Linked DNA regions of Sus scrofa: region 1 is linked to region 2. A link is a contact called in public promoter capture Hi-C data. All regions are on one chromosome and are shown on one strand. Each heading gives the region's core, a stretch centred on a gene start, on an enhancer-like site or on the middle of the called end of the contact. The rest is flanking DNA. Distances are from core to core; before and after follow the strand shown.

Region 1 (3,378 bases), core at 323-2,822, 140 kb after region 2:
CTCAATATTCTACCAATCATGCCATAATAATACAGCCACGCTTGCTTTAAGCCATTTCCCCCAAAACACTACACATTTTCACAAGCCATGCCTTTGACCATGCTCTTGTCTCTGTCTGGAATAATAAATAAACACATGAAATAACTCATTATACTCCAGAGCACCCACTATGAGCTAGATACCTAGTGGGCAATTTATATTAACACTCTTATCTAAACTTCACAGCAGCCATACAAAGTTGGTATTATTTCTCCTATTTTACACATAAGATAGTGGAAGCAGAGCAAGTTTGCCTAGGAACCCTCATTAACGTCAAATTCCACTGCAAGAAATCCTAATGACTCCCCATGGACTCCACCAATCTCCCCAAATACAGCTGGGCGTATTACTGCCCTTTGCTCTCAACAAGGCTTTAAATTAGCATAGCCTTTTAACCACCAGCATCTTCCTCGCTAAACTGGTAGCTGCTTAAAGACAGCAAACATGACTTAACTCCTTTTGCACTTTCGCTTAACAGATTATAGGTGCTCAATAACTGCGTGTTAGAATTAAATAACTGCTCTTCTGGTAAACTGCTATTTCCACCTTTCATGATCCATTTAGCTTTTCCCAACGAGGCAAGCCAAAGATAGTGAGCTTCTACAGTAATTCCACCGAAAGGCACACACCCACAATCTTACTCCCACCGCATTGTATTGCTAATGAGTCTGTCTCCTCCCACTGAAGGTAGCTCAAGGGCAAGATCAATACGACTACAATTGTGTTCCCTTAGCAAGTCGCTTGGAAGAACATGACAAGGCTCAAAACTGTTTAACTAAAGTGAAACAGACCACAAAACTAACCAGATAAAATGGACAAAGGGAAAAACTGCTCCAGATGAACAGCTTTAAATTTAAATATGTTCAGCATAATAAAGTGCACTCTCACTGCAGCTTCTAAAACTATCCCTCTGATATCTGAGTTGACAGAAAGCCATTACAGAGCAAGAACAAAATCTGGAAGCAAATATCACACACCCGGTTTATTGACCTTGGCTCGTCTAGAGTTGAGGGCGTAAACTGCGTTTCTGTCTTCGGCGCTGAGTAGGGCCGCTTTTACAGGTTAGCTGCTCCGTAGGACACCTTTAAGCGTGGAGAGCACTAAATAGCTGCAATGCTTCGATGGGGGAGGGGAAGGCCCCCCAGGCCTCTCGGCGGACAAGGACGTCAGCCCGGACACTCGACCTTGCGACCCCTTCCTAGGACCGGCGTCAGCCCGCGTCGCGCCCCTCACCTCGGTTCTCCTCCTCCAGATATCGCACCCGCAGCTCGTCCTCCGTCTTCGCCTCAGAGCTGTAGCCCCTTCGCCAGGCCGCACCCCCGGCCGCGGGCGTCCAGCCCCGAGCCCAGATGGCCGGCCCTACCGGCAGGCCGGTCCAGGAGCCAGGGAGCCTCCACCCGGGGCCGATCCCCGCACAGTAAGCAGCCACCAAGCGGGCGCGGCCTGCCCGCAGGGTACCTAAGGCCCCAGGTACCCCCGCTGCCGCCGCCATGTTCTCTGTTTACGGCGTGGGCCTGCGGTCGCTGCACGCCGCAGGGCACGCCCAGGCCCCGCCCCCGCGTCGCCCCTCCCTGGCCCCGCCCCCGAGGGCTCGCCCCGCCCAACACCGAGGACCTCGTTCCAGATCCTCCTTGCACAGGCCTCCCTTGCCTGACACAGAGTGTAATGCTTTGTCCAGCAAAGGCAGGGTGAAGTAATTCTCCAAGACTGCGCAATGTTTTAGGGTAGAACACATTCTATAAGAACGCCCCGAAGAGAGTCGCCTCCCTACATTCCCTGGGCTATGCCCTCGGGTCATGTGTTCCCTGCAAAAGTGAACTAAGGTTTGGCTGACAGGATGGCAGCTCTGCGAGGGGATCCTGTTTATAACCGGTGTACTCGGTAAGTGTACTTACTCATGCATATAAGAGCCGTGAATTATCAGTTAAAGGTGCCTGTAAACATATGTGATCCTCACCATACGGAGTTCAGGAATGGCTGGAAAACAGTCAAAGAACACAGGGGTCCTTAGCCCGCCATCTCAGGCAGGTGGCACGGCCTTTCCTGAACAGTTTTAAAACTGTGAAGGGAGTTCCCGTCGTGGCGCAGTGGTTAACGAAGCCGACTGGGAACCATGAGGTTGCGGGTTCGGTCCCTGCCCTTGCTCAGTGGGTTGACGATCCGGCGTTGCCGTGAGCTGTGGTGTAGGTTGCAGACGCGGCTCGGATCCCGCGTTGCTGTGGCTCTGGCGTAGGCCGGTGGCTACAGCTCCGATTCGACCCCTGGCCTGGGAACCTCCATGTGCCGCGGGAGCGGCCCAAGAAATAGCAACAATAACAACAACAACAACAACAACAAAAGAGACAAAAAGGCAAAAAAAAAAACAAAAAAACTGTGAAGGTCATCAAAAGTAAGTCTGAGAAACTGTCACAACCAAGAGAAACCTAAATGGCAGCTAAATGTAATGTGCGATCATGGCTTGGATCCTGCAACAGAAAGTGGAACTTAGGCAAAAATGAAGGGAATCCAAATATAGACTTTAGTTCATAACATGTCATTACAGGTTCATAGATTGTAGCAAAGGTACCATATTAATGTAGGAGAGGCTAGGGGTGAGGTTCTACTGGAACCCTGTACTGTGTTCTCACATCTTCTGTAAGTCTAAAAACGGTTATAAGAAATGTTTAGTTATTAGTGCAAAATAAATGATAGATGCCCCAGTTCACGTGGACCCTAATTCAAATCCAGTGAGTCTGTGCTGCCCTGGACTGAGCTGGAAGCCTGCCCTGGACAACTAGTTATTGACACTTCTGGAAGACCTCCAAGCCTCTCACCCAGCCTTCTCCTCCAAGCCACCTGTTTGCCTTCCTCTGCCCCTCATATCCTTTGATGTTCCCTTCCCAGACCCAGGGAAAGCTTGAATGGTGCCTTCCCCACGAGGCCCTAAATCTCTGCTATGAGCACACCTAGAATGAGAATTGGCCATGAAATTCTACAATTTGAAGGCCAACTCCATCGCTCTTTACCTTTCTTAGGCTTCCAAGTTATAGTGTCTCCCTTTTACCTCTCAGACAGAAGAAAAGAGTTCCTGCTTTGTCAGAGCGTCACTGGAAAGCTGTCATTCTAGCCCCCCTTCCTCTTCAGGTCTTGGGGGTTCCTGTTCCTTATACATTTTTTCCAGTCAGTAGGAATTTTATTCTGTCCTCTACAACAGTAAAGGAGTCTAAAAAGAGTTTATTAGCCAGCTGGGGCTGCTGTAGCAGATACCACAGACTGGTCTGAAAATTCAAGATCAAGGTATAAACAGGTTTAGTCTCTTCCTGAGGCCTCTCTCCTTGGCTTGCAGACAGCCACCTTCTA
Region 2 (2,994 bases), core at 136-2,635:
GTATTACATACCTGAGCATAACAAGCTTCTTCTATGGCTAATCCTGTTACTAAATCAACCTGAGGATAAAAATATAATTCATTTCAGCAAGAGCATGGTATAGGTAATATGGTATAGGTAATAGAAATATAAACCGAAATTTAATAACCTTATTCCAAAAGAACAGAATGCTTTGATGTAATACAGCAAGTCAGACGTATGACCAGCTTGAGAAGCTCTAGAACCAGGCTGCCTGGGTTCAAATTCTGATGCTACCACGTGGGAGCTGTGTAACCTGGTTACCCAGGTTATTTAACCTCTCTTGCCTCAGAGAGGTATACCCAAACAAGGGGCTCATTATAGTAGCTACCAAATTGGGTTACTAGGAGGCTCAAATGACTTAATGTAGGTGAAGTCTTTACAAAGTACATAAGATATATAGATATAGATATACACACACACATAAGATGTATATATATACACCCTCATGTAAGGTTTTTGCTATTAGCAAGGGATTTATTGCTAACAAATTCAATCACTTTCAACTGCTCTCAAGACAAGGAAGATATAGTGGCCTCTGGGTCTGCAAGGAAGAGGTAGTTTTCTTCAAAATTCCCATAATTTATCCAACAAACAACTGCTGTAATGAAAAGCCCAATGTAAACAGGTACCTGCACTGCTCCTTGGCCCTGCCTACTTCTCCCCTGGCCTGGGGCCTCCACTCCTTTGGAGCCATCTCTCCAGGGTGACCCCACAGCCCCTTGCAGGGTTTATGTGTGTCTATTTTTCTTATAATCAGATACTGGTGCTGAGAATACACAGAATGCCCTTTTCTTTTGGTTTTCTATGAACTACTAGCCAGCAAATCTGTCTATTAACTCAATGGCAAAAACAACAAGCATATACTGCAGGGCATCAGTGAAACTACTGAATTCTGTGATTATGATACCGAATCAACAAAAGCTAGAAGCAGAATGAAATCACTGTTGTAGCTAAAAAGAACCTCAGTAGCTTTCAGTAACAGTAGCTGTGAAAGAGCTATCATTTAGAACATTAAAAAATAATGGTTCATTTAAGTTAAATCTATACTACCTACTCCAAAAAAGAACTCAAGCTTAAGGTACTCACCTCCATCCCTTGATTAATTGCTAATTTTGCCACTCTTATTGCAACAGGTCCCTAAAATTCAAATTAAAGAAACATATTTTAGTTATTATTTATGCAAACCATGTTGCATATCTCAGTAAAATTCAGAAACTCCCTTTGCTGGATTCATGGCATAGAAGTGACAATGGTTTTAAGACAGTGGATGGAAAACATATTTTAGGGCTCTTACAAGGTCTTAACTAAACAGCAACTCTAACAACCTATTGCATCAGCAGCAGGCTATGCAGATTCCACAGCACAGTGTATATACTTGGGGCGCAGCAGGTGCTGTGTGTCCAGCAGAGGGCTTTGTGTTGTTCAGCAAACCTCCCTGCAAGTTACGTAGGAAAAAGAAAAGGAGCTAGAGTGTTTGACACAAGAACACACCCACCAGTGGTGTGATGGAAACTTGGGCTGGAAATGAGGCTGACACTATTGATTAACATGGGGTTCAGGACAGACAACAGGTCCTACTGTACAGCACAGGGAACTATATATCCACTTTCCTGGGATAAACCATAATGGAAAGGAATTATTTTAAAAAGAGTGTATGTATATATGTGTATAACTAAGTCATTTTGCTGTATGGCAGAAATTAGTATAACACTGTAAATCAACTATACTTTAATAAAAAAAAAAAAAAAAAAACCACAAAACTACACAACACAACACACACGAAAACCAACAAAATAAACAGAAAAACCCCATGGAGGACAGATATCTGTTCCAGGCGGTGGATCTGTATCTTTCTTCCATGAGCGCTGCTAACTAACCACGATGATGATACATTAGTAAAGAAGTGTCCTCCAGGCAGTGCTTCCACATCACACAAAAGCTAGAAGTCCACAAACCTCCTTCAGGATATGTGAGGGCACAGAGGAAAGGACTGGGAGGCCTCCGTGAGAAAGAAAACATTACAGAAAACCACAATCCCTCAGATGGAATGTGGTTACTTGATCACATCTTAAATTCCTAAATATTGTTTATGAGTGTGAATTAGAATTGAATGGCATATTTTAAAGCATCTTTTGGGAGTTCCCTGGTGGTTCAGTGGGTTAAGGATCTGGTATTGTCACTGCCATGGCTCTGGTTACTGCTCTGGAGTGGGTTTGATCCCTGGCCTGGGGGATTTCCATGTGCCGAGAGCTCGGCAAAAAAAAAAAAAAGGAAAAAAAAAAAAAGGTGCATTTTTAAAAAATTAAAATACAAGAGGCTCTAAATAAAAGGCAAAACAAAGGACTCTAATAAGTGAATGCAAAGCGCACTTGGACATGAAAAATGCCATTTTCCCCTATCTAGGGGTTTTCAGTTACCTGAGATATTTAGGCAAGTATCTCAACTAGAATTCTTCCAAATGAGATCTGTATATATGGTACACATACTAGTCTTTTATTTTTAAGATTATTAATTCTTTTTTTTTTTTTAACAGAGTGCTCCTCTCAATAAGAATCTTAGCCATTCACTTTTATCAGACAAGGAAGGTGCTGGTCAAACTTCCCTATGCACACACAAATCCCCAAACCCGTTGTTAAAATGGAGATGCAGGTTCAGGGATCTGGAATGGCCTGGGGACTCCGCACGTCTAAGCTGCTCTCAGAGGCTGCCTGAACTGCTAGTCCACAGATTACACTTTGGGCGACAAGGCTTAGAACACTGAAGAAACAGGAAAATACAAATACTACTACGCATAATGCTTAATTAATTAGCTTCCCTTTCAAAATATAAAGCCAGTGCCTTTTCCATATATACAAACCTTTTTTTCTCAGACGGAAAAATGGAAGTAACGAATAATTCAGAAGTCACCTAGAAACTAATTTTATAGAAGCTTCCTAAGTATTTGGAAGAGTCATCATTCAGTCACAAAGTCTG

Evidence for each region. Promoter capture Hi-C pulls out the DNA fragments that hold promoters and counts their contacts.
Region 1: a promoter capture Hi-C map of liver shows a contact between it and region 2, with 5 times the contacts expected there. The contact joins the promoter of AUH here to the enhancer-like site in region 2. A contact is called at or near these places in 1 of 5 promoter capture datasets (liver), 6 of 47 Hi-C or Micro-C datasets (embryonic fibroblasts, fetal heart ventricle, liver and 1 more) and 2 of 2 datasets of contacts at active chromatin or transcription factors (alveolar macrophages and skeletal muscle).

What each region holds. Positions count from the first base shown.
Region 1 is chr14:2,544,757-2,548,134 of Sscrofa11.1, forward strand. It overlaps AUH (methylglutaconyl-CoA hydratase, mitochondrial), which reads right to left and starts at 1,573. Exons shown (of 8, transcript XM_013990241.2): 1 at 1,273-1,573. The coding sequence starts at 1,531.
Region 2 is chr14:2,403,951-2,406,944 of Sscrofa11.1, forward strand. AUH (methylglutaconyl-CoA hydratase, mitochondrial) reads right to left here. Exons shown (of 8, transcript XM_013990241.2): 6 at 1,108-1,158; 7 at 12-59. Among named protein-coding and RNA genes, the nearest start is that of AUH, 140 kb to the right of the region's middle. Within about 2 kb of position 1,386, at least 14 of the 83 cell types and tissues checked have an H3K27ac peak or open chromatin away from gene starts, as enhancers often do. A contact at or near this core is called in embryonic fibroblasts and liver, where this site is marked.